Regions from separate parts of the Mus musculus genome. Here region 2 is linked to region 1. Evidence: chromatin contacts called from public promoter capture Hi-C data. All regions are on one chromosome and are shown on one strand. Each heading gives the region's core, a stretch centred on a gene start, on an enhancer-like site or on the middle of the called end of the contact. The rest is flanking DNA. Distances are from core to core; before and after follow the strand shown. Region 1 holds the start of Fam193b (family with sequence similarity 193, member B). Region 2 holds the start of Gkap1 (G kinase anchoring protein 1).

Region 1 (4,654 bases), core at 599-3,098:
GGCAACCTGTGACAGCCTAGGCTGCAGAGCGGGATGTTGGGTATGCTTCTGACATCCAAGAAGTTGAGATACTTTCATTAATTAAAAATCCTCTCACCGTGATACGAGACACAAAGGAGACCAGCATCAAAAGTAGGTTACAATAAGTGCAGGTTCTAGCCTGATTCAACCTTCCCCTCCTTCACCTAGTTACTTCTCCATAAAGGCAAAGCCTGGGACAGGCGTGGAGGAGCCCACGAAGGGCATCCTCCCAGCCCGTGGTGTTCACTGTTCAGTGCTTGGGACAGACACATCAACAAGTTTCATCACAGAAGGAGTGGTGCCATTGAAGGGAAGCAAAGAGGGTGGTGGGCACAGAGGGGGCACTTGGTTTAACTGGGGAGGTCAGGGAAAGCGTTCCAGGAATGGTACCCCAAATGGCATCCCCACTCACATGCACAATTCCAGAGATTCTACTAGAAGGCTGTCAAGAGCCATGCCTTCAGGCTGCACCAGCCTCCCAGAGTCCCCTGCTGCCCGATGCAGTGTCTGCAGAGCCAAACGCATCTTCCGCCACGCCTCGTCCTCATCCGGGCGCTGCATCCGACCCTCCAAGACTCCTGCAGGGGCCTGCCTTCCTTGGCAGGCTCAGCCAAAAAACCAACTCAAAACTCTTTTGTCAGAGCAAGCTTAGGGTGAGCCACCCAGCCCCGGGTGCCACAACCCTCCCTGAGCAACTGTGGCCCACGCCACCCCCGCCTCTCCTGTTTGCTCCTTTTTGCTCAAAAGAAAGTGACCTTCCAGGTGGCAAGCTGGAAGCTTCCGAGAATCCTCCCAAATACTCTTAGTCTCGCAGGATTCACCAAACTAGTGGACTGGCGGGGGTTGGAGGTGGGAGTGGGGGCTCCTTATGGGACAGGAGATAGGAGGAGAACAAGGGTTTCCTCTTTAGTGGAGTTATTCTAACAGTCTTTGGGGCCGCCAACTGTTCTGCTGGGTAGGGAAAGGAGAGAGGTCCCGGAAGGCAGATGCAGAGAGGTACAGCTGTTGAGGGTAGCGGCTGCAGACCGTGCAGGGGAAGGGATGAAGCTGCTGGGGGCGGGGGTGGAGGGGCGCACAGAGGCTGCAGCCTTGCAGGTTCCAGCGCCCTGAGATGATGGTCTTTTAGGGGCTAGGGGATAGGGGGGAATCAGGTGGCTCCAAAGGGAAGTGGAGGGCAGAGAACTAAGCGGTGGTCTCGGGACCTGAGCGAGTCCCAGAGAGCATAAATGGTCAGAAGATTTAGCTCCGGAGCAGGGCCTGAACGGGTAGCTTTACAAGGGTCGCAAGAGGGTTGGCTGAGCTTTGGCTTTGGAGAGGGGTCCAGCTTCCACTCCCGGCAAGCGGGTTGAAAGCATCTGCCCCGGACTTGGGATTTGGTCCCAGACCCACAGTATGGTCCATGCCCACTCCCGCCCCACTCCCGCTCCCGCTCTGGGGAGGTGTAAGCAGCCCGGCAGTCGGAGTCGTTTTGCTCGATCCTACCTGAGGGCCTGGAGCCAGCTTGGGCTCTTCTTCCTCTCGGGGACCGTCGCAATCCAGCTCGGCGGGCACCTCCGGGGGCCCTGCACCGGCTCCCGCTTCCAGGCTCGGCGGCGGCGGCTGCGGCTCGGGCGCCTGGGGCTTCTGCAGCCCCGCGGCCCGCGCCCGCTCCCGCCGGCCCGCGCCGCCGCTTGGCCTGCTCCGCCTCCGAGTCATGCTGCCTCTTGCGCCGCTCCCCCGCTCGCTGGCTCCTCTCGCGCCTCCGCCGCCGCCGCCGCCGCCGCCGCCGCCGCCGCCGCCGCCGCTCCCCTCACAGGACAACAGCCAATATGGCGGCGCCCGGCGCCCCTCCCCGCCTGCTGCCAACAGGTCAGAGGGCACACTCAGTCCGCGCCGCCGCAGTCGCCACGGAAGCCGCCAGCGCCATTTTTAATAAGGCCACCTCGCTGGGCTTCGCAGGAGACCAGCCCCGGGCGAGATCCTGTCCTAAGCACTAGTCCGAAAGGCTGCGATCGGCTGGAGAAACACATTGGGCTCTGTAATAGCGGGCCTAGGAGCTTAATTATCCATTAAATAATGAGTGAGTTACTAATCTTTTTGCTGCGAACTTTTCACGCTCATCTCTTGGCTCCTCCCTAAATCACTTGGAAACAGGTACGAATTATTCCCATTTTGCAATGGACAAGCACTGGCTGCAAAATGCCTACCATAGATTCCTAGATATCATCCCACCACACCTGTGGTCAGCCTGAGGCGAAAGAATAGGCAGGTCTTTACTTGTCGTTTACTGGGAGCCCCACGTTCTGTGCTCAGAACTGCAGGACCCAGACTCAGGTCGTTCTTGAGGCTGATGGGGAAGGGGGTCACTTAAATAGATAATAGGATCGGCGTGACAAGGATGAAATGATTAAAGCACATACTCTGGCAATGTTTTTTTTTTTTTTTAAGTGGTATGTGCGAGAGAGGTCTTTAACCCACAAAGCAAAATTAGAAATGTTTTAATAGCTCAGCATTTTAGTTGTTAATATGTCATCTCCACCCATTTTCTTCCCACAGGGGGAGAAAAATTCAGGCACATGGAACAAAAAAATATATGTATTTTTTTTTTAAGTTTCCAATGCTGTCTTATGCCTTGTCGAGTGAAACTGGAACTTTTTAGTAGTTACACGTGGAATTTATATTGATAACATCAATCAGAACAAAATCTGAAACTTTGACTACCAAGAAGTAAATCAATTTTTAAAAATTGCTCTATTTATCTTATTGTTTTAATAGGTATGTGTGTGTATGTGTGTGTGTCGGTGGGACTGGGTTAAACTTCTTTGGCCTAACTTGCTCCATCTTGAAGTCTGTCCTCCGTTTTGCATGGCCCCAATTCCAAGAAAAACCACAAATGTTCTAGAGTCTACCACTCAGGGAAGGGGAGGAACATCTGGCCTTTTCTCCAAGATCCTGAAACAGTTGCCACCCTTCTTTCCCTGGAATACCTAGGGGCCACCACAGACCAATCAGGAACCAGGACCTCTGGAAAGCCCCCTAACCACAACCAACCATGGTAAAGGTTGCCTAGACCCTCACCCTAATCTTCCACTTCATACCTGGTTGTGGTTTTCTGCTTTAAAAGGCCTGTGAGCCCACTTCTTGGGCTCATTGCTTCAGCTCCCGAGCCTAACTGCATCTCTAGTCCAGCTAGATCTCTTGGTGAGAGTTTCCCTTGGTGAATAAAAGCTGCTTTTGTTTGACTTTGGATTGTGGCGGCCTGTGCCTCATTATTTGTGTGACCTCAGGCCCAACATTTCTGTGTGTGTGTGTGTGTGTGTGTGTGTGTGTGTGTGTGTGTGTACGCGCGCGCGCGCATACGTGTACTTGTGTGTCAACTTGACACAAGCTGGAGTTATCACAGAGAAAGGAGCTTCAGGTGAGGAAATGCCTCCATGAGATCCAGCTGTAAGACATTTTCTCAATTAGTGATCTAGGGTGAAAGGGCCCACTGTGGGTGGTGCCATGCCAGGCCTGGTAGTTTTGGGTTCTATAAAAGAGCAAGCCAGTAAGCAGCACCCCTCCATGGCCTCTGCATCAGTTCCTGCTTCCTGACCTGCTTGAGTTCCAGTCCTGACATCCTTTGGTGAAAAACAGCAATGTGGAAGTATAAGTTGAATAAACCCTTTCCTCCCCAACTTGCTTCTTGGTCATGATGTTTTGTGTAGAAATAGAAACCCTGACTTTAATTTATTTTTAGGATTTATTTTATGTATATGAGTACATTGTAGCTGTCTTCAGACACACCAGAAGAGGGCATCGGATCCCATTACAGATGGTTATGAGCCATCATGTGGTTGCTGGGAATTGAACTCAGGACTTCTGGAAGAGCAGTCAGTGCTCTTAACTGCTGAGCCATCTCTCCAGCCAATGATTAATTTTTATTTTTTGGGTTTTGTTTTTGTTTTTTTTTTTTTGGTTTTTTGTTTTGATTTTTTTCAAGACAGGGTTTCTCTGTATAACCCTAGCTGTCCTGGAACTCACTTTGTAGACCAGGCTGGTCTTGAACTCAGAAATCTGCCTGCCTCTGCCTCCCGAGTGCTGGGATTAAAGGCGTGTGCCACCACGCCCAGCACGGCAATTCTTGATCAAAGCCAGCTATGGACCCTCAGTGTCTGGAAACAATGCTTGTGAGAGTCTAAATAAGACAAAGCATTAGAAACAGTTAGCAACAGTAATTTTACCTGATAGCTTCCATAACTGTTCTTATTATATATACCTTACTAATCTAAGAGAAAGTCCTTTTCTAGACTAAAAAGGGGCAATATTGAGGATGTTTTTGAGCACTGTGTATTTAAGTGATGAATTCTGTACCCAGAGATCCAAATGTAGTCCAGAATTGGTATTGGCATTATTATGAAGCATTTCCTGATTTGGTATTTTGTAAAACACTGCCCTCCATTATTTTCTGATTGGTCATTAAAGAACTGGACAGAAGAGAATAAGGCGGGACTTCCGTACCCTAAAAGAGGGAAGGTCTCAGTTGACCACATGAGGACTCAACATGAGGAATCAGATGGAGGAGGTGTCAGAGTCAGACCAACATGGTAGGTAATGCCATGTAGTGGGGAAGTTGTAGGGATAAGGTCATTGTGCACTGTGTATAAATATTCAC
Region 2 (4,654 bases), core at 1,259-3,758, 2.7 Mb after region 1:
TCATGGACTCTTTCAACAGCTACCACTGTATCTAGCTCCCTACTGTCCTGATTTACAAAATGCTGAACAACACAGGTCTCTTCTTTGTATTCCCAAATATATATATATATATCAATCAAGGACTTGGCACAGATATCAGCCAGTTGTAATGGGCACATCTGCAGTCTCAGTACTGGAAGGGATAAGGCAGGAAGGTCATAGGTTCAAGGCTAAACTGGGCTACACAGTAAAAAACAGTCTCAGCAAAAAAAAAAAAAAAAAAAGAAGAAGAAACATTAATTAACATTATTAACATTAAATAAGTTAATCATGACCTCAAGCTTACTGACTGAGGCTTAATTACATTCTCCAATCACACAGTGCCATACCTAAGTGTGCACTGGAATCTGTGCTCTGAACTTGAACACTGAGGGTGGAGAGCACACACCATCTAACTAACAGCACCGTCACAACGAAGTGTTTCCACAACTCATCTTTTTCCCCCTAGGAATCTTGTTTTTGTAGGAAGCTTTGGATTTTGTGTCAAACTGCTGATTTTTAAAAGGTGAGGGTGTGAGATAAACTGTTGCTACTAAGGAACAGGCCAAGCTACGCCTAGCAAGATTTATAAATGAATGACCTGTTTTCTTGAGGCCTTGGTCTCTATGAAGGGCCACTGCCATCATGAGCACCTTCTTCTATGACATCAGTGTCGGGAAAGAATTGAGCCTGGGGGAACTTAAGTACATAATTTCAGCCCTTTAAAAAATGAACAGTAGTGACTGTGTCGATCAACACTATCAACCACCTAGCTTGATCCAAAACGGAACTATGCAATGTCAATGTCATCAGTTAATATGGCCATATGCTTTGAGAGGGCAGCTCTCTCACCATGTAGCCTGCACTGGAACCAAACTCTCAATCCTCCTGTCCCAGGCTCCTGAGTCTTGGGAATACAGGTGTACACCAGTTCGTGCAGCTAGAGAGGCCTTGGTGGACTCTAACAGATCAAACACAACAGACTGAGGACTTGCGACTCCAAGAGGCCCTGGGTTTGATGCCAAGCACTGTCCCTACGAATTACAAAATGAGAGGAAAAGGAATGGCCTGGTCTCCCTCATCTTCTTGGCTGCTTGACTGTCATTTTGACTTCTTAGAACTTAAGGTTACAGGGATCGAGGACCAACGGTCCTGAAACTTTTGCTTCCAACACACTTATCGAAAATGACATAAACTTAAAGGCATACCCGGAGCTCCACCACCCCCCCCCACCCCCCCCCCCCCCGCAACACACACACTGGTTAGGTGCAGCCTTCCTTTTCTAATCCGAAGCTCTCAACTTCTGTGGGTTGTGAACTCTTAGAAACAAAAACAAAAAGCAAACTGCAGACATGTACTAAGGAATTCAGTCATGAAGTGCAAAGGTGATTTTCACTTGCACACAACGTCCCTCTGATCCACGTGTAGGTTCTCGCTCTAGAGTGATTGCTAGAAGCCCCTAGGGTTAATATTAAACAGGTGTATTTCGATCTTTAGTGAAAAATCACATTAAAGAGGCTTAGACTAACCGATTTTAGTGGCATAAGCTAGTGTAGGGAAACCCCAGGCTTTCTAGGAAGATTCTCAATACAGCATTACCATCTTTCGGCAGTTTCTCCAGTATTTCTGGAGCTACAGCTTAACTTCATTCCCGTGACAGGCGGGCGCAAGCGCCTTCACATAAACAGACGAGGCTGAAGAACAATGCTTGTGTTTTTCCAGCGCCTCTGCCTCTCGCTAGAACTCTCCACCGACATCCCTTGAGAAATGTCGCCAGTGGAGGGAGCGGGGCAGACAATGGGATAAACTTTTGCCCCGACTGCTCCGCGTTTACAGACACCCCGAGGCTGGCACCCTACCGCTGCCACCGCCGCCGCCGCGCATAGCTGCTGGAAGCCCCGACAGCAGGGGCTTGTGCGAGAGCCTGCGCATCTACCTCGGGCTGCTGGGAGGGAGGGAGGGAAGGCGAGCGGCGAGCAGCCCCTCTCTCCTCCTTCGGGAACCGAAGCCAAATCTCACGCACGAGCAGTTCCGGGTGCTCCAAAACTTGTTCGCGAAGTACCCGGAGAAAGAGCGCGGCGGGCTGGGCGAGCCCCAGCCGCTGCCGAGACGCGGTGTCCAAGCCTGCAAGCGACACCGGCGTCGGGTGGGCGCCCCGGGGAGCCCCGAACGGGCGGCCGCACCTGCTGTCACTCCCGCGGCCGGCCGCGGCGGACCAGGCCTGCGGCCCGCACTCCCCCGCAGCCTCCGCGGCCCTCCCGCCGCCCGGCCCCGCTCGGCTCAGCCCCGCTCGGCTCCGCTCCGCTCCGCTCCCCGCCTCAGGCCGCACTCGGCCGCGTCCCCTCAGCCACGAGCTGCGAGGCTCCGTAGACTCACCGGGCCTCCCTCGCCGCGGTGCGGCCGCTCCCGTCTCCCCGCCGCTCCCGCGCTACCCCCGGGCGTTGGGCGCGGGCCGCGGGGCGTCCGCAGTAACGGGCCCGCGGAGGGCGGCGGCGCGCGGAGGGCGGGGCGGGGCGGGGCGGGGCGGACCCGCAAGCCTGGCGCCCGCCGTGGCCGGCCGGCGCGCGGGACTTCTTTGCCGAGGGTCGCAGCGCGGCGGACGCTGACGCCGAGGAGAGGTCCGCGGGGGACGGACTGCGGAGGACCAGAACCACCTGCTGGAGGAGCCGCGCTACGGGGGCCGCGCAGGGTCCAAACGGCTCGCGTAGGCGGCGGCTCCGCGGTCCTCGGGGTCGCGGAGCCGGGAAGGTGGGAGGCCTTCCGGGAGGAGGCTTAGGCCGCCGCGGGCGGCGCGCGGCGGGATCGCCAGGCTGTGGGGAGGCCCGGGGGCGGAGGCGGACCTCCAGTCGGCGAGGGAGGGCGGTGCTGCACGAGATGCAAACAGCCGGACGGCCTTGGGTTCCCGCGGGAGCACCTCCGGGGCCGCTTTAGTTTTGCAAAGTTAAGCGGCTTACCGGCAAACCCGTCCGCTACCGCCCAGCCGTGCGGGCTGCCCGGCGATGTCCCGCGCGAGTCACCGCCGCGGGTGTAGACGTGGGGGACACAGTGGGGAGCGAAGCAAAGAATCGCAGAAGACGCCAGATCACCCTAGGGCCCGGTGGAAAAAGAGAATGTTACTCGGGATCCGAGGACTGCGAGCATCTTTGGGGCAGCGCGAGGGAGGAGGCTTTTGGATTTGGCCTGGGAAGAGGTGGGGTTTTGCGGGGAGACCTCGGGGCCTTGGATGGAGGCCATTGGACGCTGCGTTCCACAATGAGATTGGAGGTGTTGACAAGTGGCAGAGACGACTGAAAAATGAGGGAGGGGGGCGGCGGTGGTGAGGGATGGCTGAGTTCCAAGAGTAAGGATTGATGTTTAAGGCAATATTTGATGTTTTAGGATTTAGAAGTTTGAAGGAAGAAATGAAGGCTTTTTTTGCTTTGTAACTCCTGCAGATGTTAGAGATTGAAAACTGGCAGTCCTGTGTAGACCAGGCAGACGGTAATAACAGATGAGCTATGGGGGGGCGGGGGGGGCGGTGAGGACACACGGCTATGAGCCCCCAACACTTGGCAAGCTGATCAGAAAGTGAGTCCAAGGCCGGTGGCTACACAGAAAGATTGATCCGGGGGTCGGGGCCAAGAGGATGGGGCAAGACAAGATAAAGGAAGGCAGGAAGAATTTTAAATGATTGAGAAGTGATGTGGAGGTGCATTCTACAGGATTTGAACATCTGATTGGGAAGGGAGAAATGAGGTCTTGAGACCCGGTTGCTTGTAAGAGGGAGCGTGAACACTTGGAAGAGGAGGATGCAGCTACTTACCGGTTTTCATAGGACTGGGGTTGAAGGCAGCTAAATAGGTGGCCATAAGCAGTTGAAGCAGTTCTAAAACAGCTGAAAGAACTGCACCTGGACAGTACACTGGGTGCTGGGGAATAGTTCAGTCGATAGCTTGAGTTCTAGCCCCAGAATAAATGTAAAAGCTCCCAGCGTGGTATATCAAGCTCTGGTCCCAAAGATTAGCGGGCAGAAACAGGTGGATCCCTCGGTCTTGTTAGCTACCCTCCCACTCTCCACAAAAAGATAGCACCTGACAAATGATAACCACACCCCCTCCCAGCATGTGCATGAACAACACACACAAGGATCGGAAACTCCTCAGCTTAGTAGCGTATTGCTATAAGAGAAGGGGGCAGACTCAGTCTAGAAATACATCATCATTAGAGTCTTGCTACCCCAAAGTTGACCACATGTGTGTCACCAGCAAGTTTGTCAGAAACGTGTGGATCTCGGGCCTAACACACACCTGCCCATTAGAATCTGCAACCTCAAAGAAATTCCAAGAGGTGACCCCATCAGATTTTGGGAAGCTCAGCTCTAGATGAGGAAAGTCAACAGAGGAGGGGAGGGTGGGCAGGGAGGAAGAGAGGGACACTTGGGTAAGGCACCACAGCAGGGGACTTCAGTCTCGTCAAAGCTGGGCCAGGGAGTGTGGGTCAGAACCACACACCGTGGAGGGTGCGGGAAAACCACGTGTGTGGGTTGTGACTGGCTGCCACGATCACAACAACCGTGTTTTCACTGAGGAGGGCTTTAGAGACTCTTACTTTCGGGCTCGGGGTTGCCTAGAGACAGTCCTAGCCCTGCTCACACACT

What was found. Promoter capture Hi-C pulls out the DNA fragments that hold promoters and counts their contacts.
Region 2: a promoter capture Hi-C map of liver shows a contact between it and region 1, with 2.4 times the contacts expected there. The contact joins the promoter of Gkap1 here to the promoter of Fam193b in region 1.

What each region holds. Positions count from the first base shown.
Region 1 is chr13:55,569,272-55,573,925 of GRCm38.p6, forward strand. Fam193b (family with sequence similarity 193, member B) reads right to left here and starts at 1,849. Exons shown (of 11, transcript NM_145382.4): 1 at 434-1,849. Gm31364 (a long non-coding RNA gene) reads left to right here and starts at 1,825. Exons shown (of 2, transcript XR_873486.2): 1 at 1,825-2,154; 2 at 4,465-4,654.
Region 2 is chr13:58,271,680-58,276,333 of GRCm38.p6, forward strand. Gkap1 (G kinase anchoring protein 1) reads right to left here and starts at 2,509. Exons shown (of 12, transcript NM_019832.4): 1 at 2,395-2,509. Gm26555 (a long non-coding RNA gene) reads left to right here and starts at 3,172. Exons shown (of 8, transcript XR_873524.3): 1 at 3,172-4,654.